2 separate regions of the Mus musculus genome follow, and region 2 is linked to region 1. The links are chromatin contacts, called in public Hi-C maps. All regions are on one chromosome and are shown on one strand. The core of a region is the stretch at or near the end of the contact, and the rest is flanking DNA. Distances in the headings are between cores, read along the strand shown. Region 1 overlaps Phex (phosphate regulating endopeptidase homolog, X-linked). Region 2 overlaps Mbtps2 (membrane-bound transcription factor peptidase, site 2).

Evidence for each region. A called contact is a pair of places that touch in the nucleus more often than the background predicts.
Region 2: a contact with region 1 is called in a Hi-C map of cerebellum, with 2.2 times the contacts expected there. The contact joins two enhancer-like sites. A contact is called at or near these places in 1 of 484 Hi-C or Micro-C datasets (cerebellum) and 1 of 9 other capture datasets (pancreatic islet).

Annotation. Positions count from the first base shown.
Region 1 is chrX:157,309,114-157,311,865 of GRCm38.p6, reverse strand. It overlaps Phex (phosphate regulating endopeptidase homolog, X-linked), which reads left to right. Exons shown (of 22, transcript NM_011077.2): 12 at 896-997. Among named protein-coding and RNA genes, the nearest start is that of Gm25795, 11 kb to the right of the region's middle. Within about 2 kb of position 1,370, at least 2 of the 459 cell types and tissues checked have an H3K27ac peak or open chromatin away from gene starts, as enhancers often do. A contact at or near this core is called in cerebellum, where this site is marked.
Region 2 is chrX:157,585,813-157,588,564 of GRCm38.p6, reverse strand. The region is part of intron 3 of Mbtps2 (membrane-bound transcription factor peptidase, site 2); the gene reads left to right. Among named protein-coding and RNA genes, the nearest start is that of Mbtps2, 12 kb to the left of the region's middle. Within about 2 kb of position 1,319, at least 15 of the 459 cell types and tissues checked have an H3K27ac peak or open chromatin away from gene starts, as enhancers often do. A contact at or near this core is called in cerebellum, where this site is marked.

The DNA.
Region 1 (2,752 bases), core at 121-2,620:
AACGGCTCTCTTTCCCCAGTCTCCTCATCCCTGTTATGGCCCAGCAGAGGTTGTCAGCAAAGAAAATATATTCTTAACATGGATGTGATCTCATTCTTTAATGTCTGGGGAAAGGCCTTTCAGAAAACTTCTATTCTACAGATGCTGCCTGTACCCAGCATTCTAGATCTGAATAAGACATTGCTGGGCTGCAAGGGAGGAGAGAGAGCAGTAGGAAGGGAATAGATGATAACTAAGCATTTGGTTTCACTACTGGCCCTGAATTTAGAGAGATTTGGGGGTCTTCACATAAATCTGATTCATGTTGGCATGATGTCCTTTGAGGTGCTGTATATCCCAGCATGATTCTCTTTTTAAACAACACTTCTTTCAACTGTTGCTCGCTTTTTTTGGCAATGTCTATCTGAAAAATCACAGACTGTGCTTTTGCCTGGCACTCTCTGGTTCTGATAAACTCTGTCTCTGTCTCTGTCTGTCTCTGTCTCTGTCTCTCTGTCTCTCTGTCTCTCTGTCTCTCTGTCTCTCTGTCTCTCTCTCTCTCTCTCTCTCTCTCTCTCTCTCTCTCTCTGTGTGTGTGTGTGTGTGCAAGTGTGGTGTGTTGGAACTAGGGATAGAACCCAGGGCCTTGCACTTGTTAGGCATACACTTTTTCATTGAGCTACACTCCTCAGCTCTTATTAAATTATGGAACTTGTACTGTCACCACCTTGCATCATCTGTTTACAGAGCCCCCCCCCTCCCAAAATAATGTCAGAGCATGAAATTGAACTGAAAGAAACACTGCCCCCCCCCATTTTGAACCTTGAAGTAATTTTCTTGTAACCTGATTCAGGTCAAGGAAACCTGGGCTGAAGTTTCTGGCTTTGACGCTGCTTCTTTGGGTATTTTCTAATAGATGGAAGAATTGATTGAGGGTGTTCGCTGGGCCTTCATTGACATGCTGGAGAAAGAAAATGAATGGATGGATGCAGGGACAAAAAGGAAAGCTCAAGAAAAGGTAGGACTTCTTTGGATGGAAGAAAAAAAAACCCACTGTTTAATGGATTTTCATGCTCGATGTTGACTGTACAGTTTATTTATTTATTTTTATTGACTGAGCTGTTGTTTCCAAATGACCCCAGAGGTAGGTGTGTGCTTTTGGATGAACACATAGATTTCATCACCAGGAGGTAACAGAAAATAAGATCTGACTTATTCTTTCCCTAACTGCATTTTCAAATGCCATGTAATTCAGCCTTTGTTTTACTCCTAATTGCAGCCTGTAAAAGCCACATGGCTTTCTGCCTAGTGAATTTTGCTATAAACCATCATTGGATATGGCAGAATGTCGAGCAGTGGGGAGCCACGGGAAGCAGCTGGCAGAAGGGCCCTCAAGTTGCAAAGGAAAAAAAAACCCATATTGTCCATGTGTCTTCTCCATTTGTGCATGATGTGTGCAAATGTCCTGAGGCAAATATTTTCCTGTAGTAAAGCACACATCTACTTCCTAAGCCAGCGTGTTCCACAAATGGCCCAAAGGGCATGCTTATAAGGTATGCATGAGTGATAGACCATGGCAGGTACTATAGACACTTGGTAAAAATTCTCTGATGGTATGCAGCAAAATACAGGAATAAACAGGGCAATTCTGCATAGCTATATCGTCTACAAATAAATGAGGGGGTCCACCTTGAGTTGGAGATATTCTTCTGGAGCTGAAACTCAAATGGGCAGGGCCAGAGCATGCCTTTACCATTTCGCCCGAGATTCTACTCTGTAACTGAGAGACTCTAAAATTAGGAACACTTCTTTGTAGACAAAGTTTTGAAATCTTTCTGATGATAGCAGTCATCAATGGGACATGGACATGCAAGAGCATGCTGGGCACCTTACTGGCAAAGACTACTTTAAATCAGAAGTCTATATACTTGTGATTTTAGCCATACACATCTCTGTCTCTCTCCCTCTCTTTTTAAATTCTAATACTTTATTTTGTATCCAAAAGCATGTTTTTAAACATCCCCTAGTGTAGGTATAACTCCCAGAGATGATTTTTTACATATTTCAGAGTTGACATTTTTAAAATAAGAAACCAAAGTAGAAATATCTGGAACATTTGAAATTTAGCACAAATTTAAAATCCAGAAATATTTCAGTAAAAGTGTATACTTCCATAATTTAAAAGACAATTTACTTGGTGATGGCTCTTTGAAAGGATGTTGATTTAATATAGTGTTTTTCTTCCTCAAGCTATAGTCATGCATATAGCTACATTGCTTTTCTTTTTTTCTGTGCACCATCTGTGTGATATATATATTTTTTTAATTTGGATATTTTATTCATTTACATTTCAAATGTTATCTCCTTTCCTGGTTTCCCCTTTGCAACCCCCCCTATTCCATCTCCCCTCCCCCTGCTTATATGAGAGTGTTTCCCCATCCACCCACCCCCTCCTTCCTCCCCCTCCTGGCATTCTCCTACACTGGGGCATCAAACCTTCACAGGACCAAGGGCCTCCCCTCCCATTGATGCCAGATAAGGCCGCTTCAGCTTCTTCAGTTCTTCCCCTAACTCCTCCATTGGGGTCCCTGTGCTCAATTCCATGGTTAGCTGCAAGCATCCATATCTGTATTAATTTTTTAAAAGATTTTGATTATTTAAATACATTTTATACATCAAACATATTAATAATATTTAATATTTTGAGAATCAAATAATACATTAAAATTGTTCAACTTTTATATTCATATTCATATTCTTTTTTTTTGGTTTT
Region 2 (2,752 bases), core at 70-2,569, 280 kb before region 1:
GTTCCCTGGCTCTGGAACACCCAGGCGCCACAGGAAGTCTCAGAAGAGCTGAGAATGGAATCTGGGCCCATGAGCTGGATCTGGCCTTTCAGGCGGGGGAGCTCCCGCTCGGAAGGGGGCTGGGAAGGCCTCAGATCCCAATGAAAAGAGGCAGTCCATGGTTTTAAGGCATTTATTGTCAAGGCAGAAAGTAGATGAGTAAAACCATACCCCACTTCTCAGGGAGGGCCTGAGATTTAAAACCTTTTCCAGGGAGGAATGTCTGAGAAGAAAAGCTTATTGGCTAAGCCCTCTAGGTACCTCATTAGAATGTTAATCTCCCGTAGGAGGAACAACAATAAGAACCAACTAGTACCCACAGAGTTCCCAGGGACTAAACCATCAACTAAAGGGTACACATGGAGGGACCCATAGCTCCAGCCATATATGTAGCAGAGGATGGCCTTGTGGGACATCAATGAGAGGAGAGGCCCTTAGTCTTGTGAAGGGGAATGCCAGGATAGGGAAGGGGGAGTGGGTGGCTTAGTGAGCGGGGGGGGGGGGGGGGGGGGGGATGGGATAGGGGGAGTTTCTGGGTGGGGGGGGGGATGAGGAAAGGGGATAAGATTTGCAATGTAAATAAAGAAAACATCTAATTTTTTTAAAAAAAAGGATGGTAATCTCTGTCTTGAGCCTAAGGACTACAGGTCACTTCCTTTCCTACCTGTGGGGGGCTTAGGGCATTGCCCTTACATGTCTGATGGCCACAAATTTATAGGGGGCTGTGGCTAGTGACAGGGGCCTGGTGCTCAGGAGCAGGCAAAGCTTCTACCATCCCTTCAGGATCTCCGTGGCTTCTAGCCTGAGCTCCGCTGAGGACCAGGCCCACTCAGGATCCAATGCTCCACAGGTAGGCATATTATAAGAGAACAGTATGACAAGTAGGAGACGGGAGATATTGGTAGTATCTAGGCCATGAAAGACGCCTCTAGAAAGTTTCTGTTTTACCTATGGATTAGAATTCTATGCAAAATGAGCCAAAGTTAGATCAAAGATAGGGAGATCATTTAAGAGTACAGATGCAATGATTCATGTTAGAAGTAATAAGGATCTAAACTAAATTTGTGGCAGAGAATGGAGGCTCCTGAGAAGCTACCCTCATAGAAGATTGTCTATGCCCATGCACATAGTGGCAGTACTAAGAGGATTCCATGGGTTAACAAAAGAGCAGGTGGACTGGGGAGGGAAAAATGGTAGTGGGATACGGGAGGTGTTGGCAGATCTAGAAAGGGCAGATTTGATCTAAACACAGTATCTGTTAGCAATCTGTCTAAATACCACCCCACAGTTACCTGGCAACAGCTAGGTATGCTCCACCCCACAGTTACCTGGCAACAGAACATAACGGCCCCTCTCTATCTTTTTATAAACACATCATATGGTGTCATGCCTCAGATTGTATTATCTTTACGGATGAAATCCTCAGTCTCCAAAGTGGGGGAGAAGAGAATGAGGCGGATGGTTTTCCATTATGATTCCCAGACAGTGATTAATTTAATGAGAAGCTGCAGGGTGCACGGACAGTTAAAGGGTGACTCTTGGTTCTACAAGTAGTTCGTTTTCAAGAAAGAAGATAAGAGCCCATTTCAAGACAATCTGATCATTAGCCTGTCTGCCTGCTCCAGTTCTAACTGCAAATTATTCTTCTCTTTACTTCTCAGTTTATTCACTATTCATAAAAATACTAAGTGACCTGTGCCTTGGAACTGTTAAAAGGCCACAAGTCTACCATTAATATTTGAGTATAAATTTAAGAATGCCTTGGCTCTTGTCTTTGATATAAATCCTCAGAGCTTAAGGAACATACTTCTGATTTACTCTTAATTTCCTGCAGCCTTATTCCATATTAATTCTTACAACCTTGGCACTGTGTGTGGTTGAAAGAGTATTCTGCATTCAGTGTTCTGGTACATCTAATACTTTGAGATCATGTCAGAGACAGATGGTCATCTTGTACTGTTGCCAGCCAATAAGACCTGCCATCTGTGGCAATAGTCAGTCACAAACTCAGACTTTTAACTTTTTTTTCTTCTTTATTGTATATCCAGAAGACAATGTAGAGAAAGAACAAAGAGCTGGTTGCATAAAATTGAGTTATTTGAAATAAAAGTGAGCTGTGCTTTGCTGCAAGTTGTTGTGCACTAGATAGCATGTATGAGAGCTAGTTTTTTTTTAATTCACTTTACATCCCTGTCCTTGCTCCTAGCCCCCCTGAGTCCCTACCCCCCCACCAGCCCCTACCCCTCTCCCAACCCCCCTTTTCCTCTGAGAGAGTGGAGACCCTCCTGGGTATCTCCCCACCCTGGCACATGAAGATGAGAGCTATGCTTAAGGGAATCCATTTAAAGAGGCATCAGAAAAAGAAAAACAAAACTGAACAGGTATTTTATCCAGCATGGGAAAGAAGAAATGGGACACTGATATCTGTGGAAGAAAAAAACATTGCTCAGTAAGGCCTGAATAAAGAGAATCCAGATAACAAGATATCACAGACATTTAAAATGTTCATTATGAAAATGAGTTTCATAATCAGAGAATGGACACTCAGAATCATTGGAATGTAGATGAGAACTGAGCCATATTCTGTGAATCTCTCTTTGATTTCGAGGCTTAAAAAGTGAAAGTCATCTCCTGTGGAGTCCAAATCCATAGTCTGATTGAGACAGTGTGAAGCTTTAGTTTGCAAAAAGGAAGTGTAGGAAATTCACATGAT